Regions from separate parts of the Gossypium hirsutum genome. Here region 2 is linked to region 1. A link is a contact called in public Hi-C data. All regions are on one chromosome and are shown on one strand. The core of a region is the stretch at or near the end of the contact, and the rest is flanking DNA. Distances in the headings are between cores, read along the strand shown. Region 1 holds the start of LOC107901830. Region 2 has its middle 5.3 kb from the start of LOC121218560.

Region 1 (6,060 bases), core at 1,664-4,163:
CATAACAACGGCCGCACCTCCCACAACCACATGATCCACCACCACCACCACCACCACCACAACCCTTGCACCAAAAGCTGCCGCACCCCTTACATGAAGACGAAATAGAGCCTTTGCATCCGCCACAAGAAGTGCTGTTGCACCCTCTGCAACTCCAGCTATTGTAGTATCCGTATCCGTATCCGTATCCACCACTACCACTACAACCCCCACCACATGATCTGCTGCCGCAACCTGTGCAACACCCTCCACAAGAAGAGCTTCCACACCCGCTGCATGACCAGGACGACCAGTTGCTGCATCCGCTACAAGAAGAGCTGCCGCAACCTTTACATGAAGCCTTGCTGCTGCTACAAGCACCACAATACCAGCTGATCCACCCATGACCTAAGCAGCTTTTGCACCCACTGCCCCCACAACCATTACAACACATTTTTTTCCCGCAATTCTCATTGCATGCCTTTGCCAGTGGGAGTGGAATATATATGGTCTGGTTGCATGGACCTTCAGGATGCCACGTGTTGCATACCTTACAAAGTATCCATACTATTTTTGTCTCAGGTTCCTTCTTAGGAGGCTTATCTTTATCTTTATCTTTATCTTTATCTTTATCTGTTGTTTTCTTTTCAGGCGGTTTAATCTCAATGCTTTTGATGCAACTGCCGGCCTTGCAGCTTATCTTGGTCTTGATACACTGAGGATCGATGGAGACCACAGTGATGGTCACCGTATTTGCCTTCTCATCGTATTTCTGGTCTCTTATTTCTGTTCAACACCATTACATCACATTTAATCGGTTTTCATTTATGTTATATGTTTGTTCATGCATATAGTTTAGGCACAAATTATAATGAGAAAAGAAAAGATCGATCAAACTTGCCCGGATATTTGCAGAGCACTTTCTTGACCTTCCGATAGCAACGGTAGCACTGAAGGTCAACTTTCAACACCATTGTTGTGCCCTACAACAGTGCTCTTATCAATCAATGTGATAGGTAAGAAAAGAAAAAAAAGCATATATATATATATATACACATATATATTATCACACTACTATAAATTTATCACACAGATATCATATATTTAAATTAGAAAAGTGTATTTAAAAATAACATACAATAAATAATCAAATGTATTATTTACAATTAACTAATAATAACACATGAAATTTTTTATATTAAAATGAAAAATTAAGATTAGATTGTGAGTAAAACGAAATTTAAACACATAAATATATCAAATTGTAAATATTATATTAAAATAAATAAAGAATAATAGTTTAGATATACAATTGATATAGATAATAAGAGAATTGGATTATATGAAACTGTGATTCCACTTCACCCTTATCCCTTTTCAATAGGAGAATGACAAATCATATTTTTTTCCTCTTGATTTTTAGCATTTTTAGTTGAATTTAATTTTTTTAAGAGAAAAAGGTTGAAAATCAGGAGAAAAAATCTGATTTGTCATTCTCCTATTAGAAAAGGATATAAATGACGTGGAATCACAGTTGCATACAATCATTTCTCAGGTAATAAAATATGCATAATAAAATAAAAATGCACAAAATATTTCAACTTAAAATTTTGTTTGAGAGATAAATGGCATGAGTTAAAGAATAAAATATCCTCAAATAAATTATTTATTTTAATTACGAAAAAAAAATTTCATAATTTTTCTAATTGAGTTAGTATTCGGTTAATTCGTAAAAATAACTTAATTAAAAATTTAAATAATTTAAATTGTGACCTATTGAACAAGTATTCACATTTTTTCAGGAATAGTTAGGATGGATTCTCATTTGTATATATATATATATAGAAAGAGAATATTAATTGAAATGCACTGTTGAGGACTTGGATGTCGTCCGCTGTTATATTAGGGGGATTGAAGTCTGCGGCTCATGATTCACGATTTCTTCCGCTTAAGCAAACATATGTACACGCACATACATACATATATATATTACATGTATGACACGAATATGTGCATGATATTAAATGAGAATATTAAATGCAATCTAAATATTTATTATGATATTTTCATTTTTCTTGAGTTGGTCATGACACTAATTTACTCAATCAATGACATTATCAATATTTACAAACATGTGGTTGAAAAAATTTGTATAATAAAATTAAAATGTATAAAAATATTAAAATTAAAGCTTTGATCAATGTGATAAAAAAAATATCGATGTTGGTAGCTTGAGTTTAAATCTTAACAGTTTCAACATTTTTATTGGTTTTTTTAAATAAGAAGAAGACAAAAATATCCTCGTAATAATATAGTTTATTTAAAATATATAAGATTATTTTAATAATTTTCTTGACTGAGTTGTTGTTGAGCTGGCATCAACTCAGTCATACACTTAAATTATAAACTATAAATTTTACACAGATATATACGTGTGAAAATCACATATTTTGAATATGTGTGTATTTAACAATAATATACAATAAATAATAAAATGTAAGGATTGAAACAATATATATATGATACCAAGTATTTGCGAAGAATATAAAAATTAAAGGTGTAATATGTTTAATTTATTTTCTATCGCACATTATAATATTATTATAATATTTAATTTAACTATCATTATTATTTTTATACTAACCACATTTAATCATATTTTTCATCAAACTCACCCCAAATCATAAAACCTTTCGTTATTTTGGAAGCATAAAAATGTAGCGTTAATGAAGTGAACACATAAATATATAATTATATATACATATCAGACTAGCTAAACCGTAAATAACCGACAGCACATATGACATAGTAATATAAGAGAAAATATATAAATGGTGAAATAATGCCACACCTCTGCCATAGCTGTGGATGATAGAGCCAAGTGAAACAGACAAAGAGAGAAAAATCAAGAGATGGGTGTCCTTACACTTCTATATCAACCTAGGCGGCCAAATTGCGTCTTAAATAGAGCTAGAGCGAAAGACTTTGACTCCATGCACTCTCGACCACCAATCATATCCATCCGACACAGTGTTTTTCTTATCACAAGTCACGACAAATATTGTCTTCATATGGCAAATTTTTTAAATTATCACCGCCAAGGAACTTAACTTTGATTGGACGTAGAAGCATCCGTACAACAACCTCGTTTTGGTAGGAAAAAGATGTTTCATCCTCCCCAACTACGTTATTTTGTTATTTGATATTCGAGCTGTTGTGGCTGACACATCCATGGTATTAATTATAGATTTTAATCTCCGGTCCCGGATTTATGCTCTCTTTCGTGGACCCATCCTCATTTCTAGGCTTTATATTATATTGGCATGAGATGATTGGCATGCAAAACTTAGTAAAATACATTGTATCCCAACTACATTTTGAGTTGAGTTATGATTTAGGGGTGAAGTTAAAATTTTTTTTTGTAGGAGTTAAAATAAAATTGTATATTTTTATAATAATAAAAGTAAAATTTTATCATTTTAATGGGTTATAATTTTATTATTTTTAAATAATTAAATTAATTTTTTCATTATTGAGGATTAAAATGTAATTTTATCATATACCAAGTTAAAATTTTTTAAATTATAAAAGGACTAAAGGTGAAACTTTCCATTTTAGGGAGGGTCGGGCCCCTGCCAAGCCCCCTTTAGCTCCGCCCCTGTTACGACCAGCTCTTTAACAATAATGCTTATCAACAATGGTACCCTTTTAGCTTTGTATCTGAAGTAACTAAAAGGATTTATATTTGAAACATTATCTTTGTATTAATATTACTTTTGGTTAGAGTATTATTTTCATGCATGTTTTAATATATAAATTAGTAATAAATTAATTAAATTGATAATATTTAACCATTCTCATGACTTATTTTTAGTAAAGAGGAGGAAAATTTTTCTCTTATATTTTTTACAAGAGTTTTTACTTATCTTTCTTATATCAAGTTTAAATGTCTACTAATTATTATTTGTTTTATTTATAACTATTGTAATACATAAGTAAGAAACATGTTTTATTCTTATGTTATTACATTAGCAACCTAACGAGTTTTTAGTTAGGTATGACAATGGAGCGGATTGGGATGGATGTTGGTAAACCCACTATTGCTCCATCGTTTGCATGCTCTATATTGTCATCTATTTTGTTTCATTATGGATGTATAATCTTAAAATTTACTACCAATTCCATTAATGTTGGAAACGTCCATTCCCAACCTCGTCTCACCTCAATTTAATTTTTGCTAGTTATTTATAATATCTTCAATTTAAAAAAAACAATAAAATATTCAAGCATAATTCTTCAAAACAAAATTTTCTAAAATTCTCATTTTGATTTTTAGTTTTGAGAAATATGGGTAAGGAAGAAAGTGAAAGAATTTAGGTTTTTTTTTTATTTTATATAATTCATTATTACATTTTTACACTTTTAAATTTGAATAATATAATTTTTGGAACTTGGCAATTACATACACTTTGATATTTTTATTTTTGGTTCACTTTGATACCTAAATTTGCAACTAGAATCATTTTGGTCCCTGAACTTGGATTTCGTTAAGATTTGATGATATGATCAGTGTTTTTGGAACATGACTAGATTGATTGGTCAGACTGATTGGATTGAAGATCGACCATACACTAGTCCAAACAAAGGGGTTGAGCTGATTGAATTGAAAACTGCTTGAAATCGATAAAAAAATAAAGACAAAAACCAATAGTTGAAAAGGTTAATCCGATTTAATAATTTTTTTATTTTTTAAAATTTTATGAATTATGAATATTTATTTAATTATTATTGGTATAGTTGTAAACCCGATCCAATCAATTGAACCAGGAACCAATGGTCTGACTAGTTCAACCACTAGTCTAGCTATTAGGACATTGTACGTTACACTCTAATATTGTACCACATCACCTGAAATTTTATATATATATATTTTTTAATTTTCAAGTGATGATGTGGCACGATCTCAGAGGGCCATATCATCAAACTTTTATATTTTTCAAGTTCAAGGACAAAAATGAATCTAGTTGTCAAGTTTAGCTACCAAAATGGATAAAAAAAGGTACAGGTATCAAAATGGACCTAGTTGCCGAGTTCAGGCGGCAAAAATTATGTTATCTCTTTTAAGATTTAATAGTTATAGGCATAATGTAAAATTTAGCCTTTAATGTTTACATTTTTTTGTCAAATCAATTTTTATTCTTTTTTTTTAGCTAAATTTGACCCTCAACCTTTTAAAAAGAGTCCAATGAATTGTTTTAAATGAAAATATTGAATAAAATGTTAAAATTTTAAACATGGTATCGCGCACGACAACTAACATATAGTCCATCCTAATTTATTTAATTTTTTTTGAATTTTTAAAATTTTTTGAATATTTTTATAATTTTAAATTAGTTGTCAACAATGCGTATACACTTTAGGCCAACATATATGTATGTTTGCTCACAAAGCATGAAGAATAATTGATCTGATTCATTGATGTTCCTACAAAGAAACACTTATGAAACTAGAACTCATGCCTCAAAGATGCAGTCATCGATTCTCCTGATAGGCTACAATTATCGTGAGAGAACACATTAATTTAATGACGAGGAGCACATTTTTCTATGGTACTAATATTTGTACTTGCTCTGCTATTTTGCCCAAGCCTTGTTGAGGAAGACTTATAAGACATAAAACAAAAAAAAAATGCTTATGTTATTTTGTTTTGGCAGGTAATGCTATATATAAAATAGAAAAGTAAAAATATATGATAAATAATAAATAAAAGGCCATTCCATTTTGGCAAAAGACCCATGCTCAAGTTCCATAGCTTTGGGTCCGCCATCCCGATCATGATTTTTCTACCCCTACCAAATGGAAAGGTCCTTCCCTTTTGGGCAAGGAGGGATTTCAACCCTCGACACCATGGTTTGTAACCATGTGCTCTAATCCTTTGAACTACAAGTCCACCTCGTCTCCAATGGACTTGTTCCTCGGAGTACCCTAAAAAAAAGGAATTTTTCCTCTTACCAACCATTTTGGGTTAAGAAGATGTGAAAATGCATCTCTATAAGAACAGTGCGTCCCAATATATGAAGG
Region 2 (6,060 bases), core at 1,438-3,937, 43 kb after region 1:
GTGTTTACATGTTCTATCAATTTAATCCTAAATATATAAAAAAAATTCAACAAAATTAACACTTAATGTTTACAAAATTTGTCATTTTAGTTCAAATATAAAAAAATTTAATAAATTTAACTTGCAGCATTTATAAACTTTCTCAATTTATGTCTAATTCTAAAAATAAAAATAAAAACATTTTTTTAAATAAAAATTCATTTTTAATCCTTTAGCCCACCCTTTGAAATTTTTAGGTAAGCTAAAATGAAAATGAAAATCAAAGCAGGAAGCATGTCACTGAAGAACGTATTCATTCATATATTTTCGTTTCTGAGTTGAGGTCATTTCATCAATTTTAGTTTTCTTTTTTTTTTTTATCTCACTCTTGATTTGTTTTGTTCCCTTAAAATTCTCATCAGATTCAAGTCATTTCTGCTAATTTTTCTTATGTAGTGAAATTTCATTTACAATTTAGTTCATTTTGTGATTATTCTTTGAAACTTTCTCTTCTCTTTCATTTTTTTTTAATTTTTAATTACTATATGTTAAGTAACATAATTGAGGTCAAGGCAGTGTTGCCACCATAGATTGTATTCTTATAATGTTTTTAGAATTGAACTTGTGGTTGAATTGATCAGATTATTGATTTACTAGTCGAATTGATTCAGCAGATTTGATAAAAAATTTAAAAATTAAAAAAACAAACAATTTAACTAGGTTTTTAGCTAGTTCAATTGATCTGTATCAATTTGTTATTCAATCAATTCAAAGTCTTTTTCTAGATCAATACCTCAACCGATTCTCGGTTCAATCAATCGATTCAATCCACTTCAAACAACATTGCATTCCCCAACTAACTAGGGCTTATCTGCAGTGGAATTAGGGAAAAGAAAAAAAGAAAAAAAAAAGTGTTATATTTGGTTTCTGTTGGTTGGCTTCAAAGGTTCTAAGTAAGTGCAGAAAAATTAAAAGGAGATCTAAATGGCTAAAAATGATTTTTTTTTAAATATATATATTTTTTAAATTTTTAAAATTAGAGAACAAAATTGACAAATTTTGTAAATGTCACTAAATTTATTGAGTTTTTTAAAATTCGAACTAAAATGACAAGCTTTATAAATGATGAGGGCTAAATATGTTGAATTTTTTATATTTAGAATCAGAATAATAGAAACTGTAAATATTAGGGGGCTAAATTTGTTATTAGACTAAGAAAAAAATGCTCACGTCAACTTTTCGTAACTCATCTAATAACAACTAAATTAAAATATTTAATTTTGAAAAGTTTAGTTACTAAATTAAAAAATTAATAATTGGTTGATAAAAAAACTTAATTAAGTGATATTTTAATAATTTAATTTTATACAAAAACAAATTACACAACCATCTTAACAAAGAATAAAATGTCAATTTTGGTTCTTTTAATAACCCTCTTTCTTCTTTTGTTTTTTCAACGTAAATTTTGATATTTGAACAGATGAACAATATATTTTAGCTCAATAAAAAGATTATTTGTGTATTATTTATGTTGTTTGCTTGTTGTTACATTTTCTGATTGCAAAGGAGGGATAATCCTACTCATAAATTCAAAGTAATATTGTACCATTTGAGAAGGCATACATACATGTTCATTCTTGATATTTTTTGGGCCTTAGACGAAATAATAAATATATATAATGTAATATAATAAAAGGTGAAATGTTTTTGAGGCCCTAAGAAATGAAGCATTTATAATGAAAAATTGAACACCTTAAGTATTTAATTAATTTATTTTAGTCTGAATCTTTTTTTCACATTAAAAGTTGAAAAAATAATTTTGAACCCCTTCCAACATTGGACCCTAGATGATTGCACTCTCAAACAATCCCAAGACCAGACCTGTATATATATATATATATATATGAGCCACTCGACCGTGATGCCCTATCTCGCTAGTAATATCTCCAAGAATATAAATACACACATTCATAGAGATTATGGAGTAATCAGAGTGGTTTTAAAAGGCATTAATTGTTGGTGTTTGGAGTTTAGAGCAAACACTAATTGTGCACATTGTAGATTAGAGGTTTCTTGAGTCGGATCGGATCAAGTTTAAATATGGTATTAATATATTTTATATTTGTTTAAGCTCAGCTTTACTCGGCTCAAAATATGGGTTTAAAATTTTATCAAAATATGTTTCATATTTATAAATGGTTAAACCAAACTCATTTTATATTTTTAATTTTTAAAAAATATATTTTTAATTTAAATTTTAATAATTATATATTTTAATTTATTAAATTTTAATATATAATTAACTTAATATTTTTTATGCTTACATTATACTATTATATATTACTATAAATTATAAAATATATAAAATAACAAAATATAATATTAAAAAATTAGAAAATCGGACTAGACTCATGCTTAATTCATATTTTAAACGGACCTATTTTTTACCTAAATCTATATTTCGGACCTAATATTTTTATTTAAATTTCGAATACACATTTGGAGGGACAAGTCTAGTAATCAATCACCCATAATATACTATCCTCAATGAAAGGCTGTAACAAAATAGCACCCCAGTTGGGCTGTGGTCAATATACAAGGAACCAGTATAGGAATGGGGTATTAGAGTAGTGGACCACGGATCCATTAGGACAGGCCTAAATTGAGTCTAGCACACGATAGCTAAAAGCAGTGTGGTTACGTCATTGTCGATGAGTAGAATTTGGAAGTGGGGACCTCCAGTTTCTTAACTTTTGGTTCATGGATCACAAGACAAGGTGACCAAAAATATGTTTTAAATTTAAATTCACTTTTTATTTATTTATTTTGAATTTATTAAATTACAAATTACTATATGTATAGTATGGGATGACATTACTGTTTAATTTATGAATAAAATTTTGGATTAGTATTTGATATATTGATAATATATATATTTTTTATTTTATAAGTAGTCTTAAAAATTTGCTATGTGTTTCTCTTTTTTAAATATTTATTTTTTTAGTATTTTACTATGCCATTATCTCTATCCAATAGCGGAGTCAAGGGAGATTGGTAGGGGCCCTGACTCTCCTAAAATAGAAAATTTTTCATTTAGGCTATTTATAATTTATAAAATTTTAAATTAATAATGATAAAATTACACTTTGGCCCCCCTAAAAATAATAAAAATTTGTAATCTTTTAAAAATTATAAAGATATACACTATTAAAATTGTGAAATTAAATTGTTACTGTCGTAAAAATATACAATTTAATTTCGACACCCCAACAAAAAATTTCTGGCTTCGCCATTGTGTCAACCCTTTGACTCTACTTGTGGAGTCTAAAAACTCTATTGGTGGTGTATCAAATACTATTCCATATACGTTTTGTTTGTCTATTTTGAGTTTGTTTAATGATAGATATATTATATGAAGCTTATAAAATAAATTTTATATAATTTATGAGTATTATATATATATATTTTTCGGTATTGTAAATTTTATTTATAGTGAGAGTTGAATTTATGCCACCAACATTTTTAAATATTTTATTTACCAGATTTATTTTTGTATGAATATTTTCTATTTGAGATTTAATTAGTCTCATTATTTGATATTTTTAAATATTTTATGGGGGGATCCACATACGTCGGTGTAAAACTAAAATGATTTTACACATTTCTATAATTTTCTATACAATTAATATTTTAACAATCAAACTGTCATGTTTCATGCTACATTCAGATTGGTGTAAATAAAAAATCTCTAACCTTTTGTTTTATGTAAAAGAGCTTTAAATTTTCAAATATATATTAATATAGACAATATTTTAGATCGATATGATAAAAATATCAGACCGACTCAAAATTTTACAAGCATGACAAGTACAAATATATTAATAAATTCAACAGTTGGATTGTTAAAATATTAATTGTATTTTACACTGATGTAAATGGGACATTCCCTATTCTTATATACATATAAAATGTTTTTAAAAATATAAATAAATCCGAAATAATATACCAATACGAATCAATACTAATAAAAACCCATACTTGACATGTCAAGTAAATAAGTTTAGATATGAGTAAGATTAATTTTGCTTCGTTTGATCATTAGTTTCAATTTTCAAATATGCTCTTAAAGGGAAAGGAAACAAAAACCTACGAAACGCCCACAACGGTAAATATACATTGAATTGTATTTTAAAATTTACTGAAATTCTGGGTTAGATGAATGAGTAATTAAGCTAGGGTTAAAATTGTATAACGTATAATCATAAATTTAGCACTTAATCCTATATATTTATTCTTTATTATGATCTTTTATTGGAAAACCTTTAAACTGATAAGACTAAAGGGTTAAAATGAACTTAATAAAAAAATTTTAAAAATCAATTAAACTTTTTTAAAATTTAAAATTTATTAAAAATTCATAAAATTTATAGAAAAGAATTATAAAAAATTTAAATTTTTTTTATTAAAAATAACAATACTATCCCAGTAAAATTGAATTTTTAAAGAAAAATTGGGATTAGATTTCGAAAATCTTATAAACAGTAGATCAAAAATTTTTATAATCCCAAATTTTAATTTTTTTTGAAATATTTTTTTTATAAATTTTGTTTATAATTTTATGATTTTTTAAAATTTTTTAAAATTTAAAAGAGCTTAATTGATTTTTTTTATTTGTTACTGAGGCCTTTTTGACGCTTCAGCCTTATTAGTTTCAAAATTTTATAATTTACTTCAAATAAAATATCATAATAGTGATCAAATTGAATAAATGTGTAGGGTTAAGAGCTACATTTGTTATTATGCCTTATATATAAATACCAAAATAAATATTTAAAATGCAATTTTAACGGTGTGGCTATTTTGCCCACTTATCTAACGTACATAGCCTAATTTGCTCATTTTTTTTAGTGAAGATACTAAAGTGTAATTCAAAATATAACACATGTGATTTTATGATCAAATAAGTGGGGTAGAGACTATTCTAATAAAGTCTTTTACTTGGTCGATTCTCTTTGTTTCACCGCGGGTAGGTTGAACTAATAGTCCTTAATGAGACTCATAGCTTATGATAAAATAAGTGAAGTGCGTTGTGCCACTTTTGATTAGCTCGCCTATGCAAGTAGAGAAGTTAGAGGCTGGTTTTTAAGGATTGACAAGTAGAATCTAAGAGTACTTACTATTTACAGGATGTAGCGCATAGCCTTTTAACGCTTTGCCTTGTAGAAATCAAAATGATTTTGTGGTACGAAAAAATTACTTCATGTTTTACTTTCGTTTCAAAAGTTCTAGTTGTAAGTCACTTTTAACTATGTACCACTTAATGATCTAAATATAATTTCAAGTTTCTTTAAAAAAAATGAGGGATCACTACACCAAAACAGGCTTTTAGCGGCGTTTTTAGTGGCGTTTGGATAAAAAATGCCGCTAAAGATCGATCATTAGCGGAGTTTTACGGAAAACGCCGCTGAAAATAGGCATTAGCGGCGTTTTTGAGAAAGCGCCGCAAAAAACCTAAGCCCAACGACGCGTTTCCCGAGCTTTCGGGGATTTAGCGGCGTTTCTGAGAAAGCGCCGCAAAAAACCATAAGCCCAACGACGCCGTTTTCTGAGCTTTCGAGGATTTAGCGGCGTTTTTAAGGAAGCGCCGCTAATGCTCAGGGCTTTAGCGGTGTTTCTGAGAAAGCGCCGCAAAAAAACCTAAGCCCAACGACGCGGTTTTCTAAGCTTTCGGGGATTTAGCGGCGTTTTTAAGAAAGCGTCGCTAATGCTCAGGGCTTTAGTGGCGTTTTTGGGAAAGTGCCGCAAAAAAACCTAAGCCCAACGATGCCGTTTTCTGAACTTTCGGGGATTTAGCGGCGTTTTTAAGAAAGCGCCGCTAATGCTCAGGGCTTTAGCGGCGTTTTTGAGAAAGCGCCGTTAACAATATTTTATCTTAATTGGTTTATTCATATTAAATAAAATTCAATTTATTTCTAATTGAATATTTAAAATCTTCAGAAAAAATAATGACACGTAGAAATAATTTGAAATAAAACACGTGGAAAAATTAAAATACTATTATTTAAAATAATTGTAAAAGAG

What was found. Hi-C and Micro-C count contacts between places; a contact is called where the count stands out from the background.
Region 2: a contact with region 1 is called in a Hi-C map of leaf, with 2.0 times the contacts expected there. The contact joins the enhancer-like site here to the promoter of LOC107901830 in region 1. A contact is called at or near these places in 5 of 34 Hi-C or Micro-C datasets (cotyledon, fibers and leaf).

The regions. Positions count from the first base shown.
Region 1 is chrD06:58,409,598-58,415,657 of Gossypium_hirsutum_v2.1, forward strand. It overlaps LOC107901830, which reads right to left and starts at 2,914. Exons shown (of 3, transcript XM_016827987.1): 1 at 2,831-2,914; 2 at 881-962; 3 at 1-765. The coding sequence starts at 2,839.
Region 2 is chrD06:58,453,319-58,459,378 of Gossypium_hirsutum_v2.1, forward strand. No RefSeq gene overlaps it. Among protein-coding and RNA genes, the nearest start is that of LOC121218560, 5.3 kb to the right of the region's middle. Within about 2 kb of position 2,688, at least 3 of the 9 cell types and tissues checked have an H3K27ac peak or open chromatin away from gene starts, as enhancers often do. A contact at or near this core is called in leaf, where this site is marked.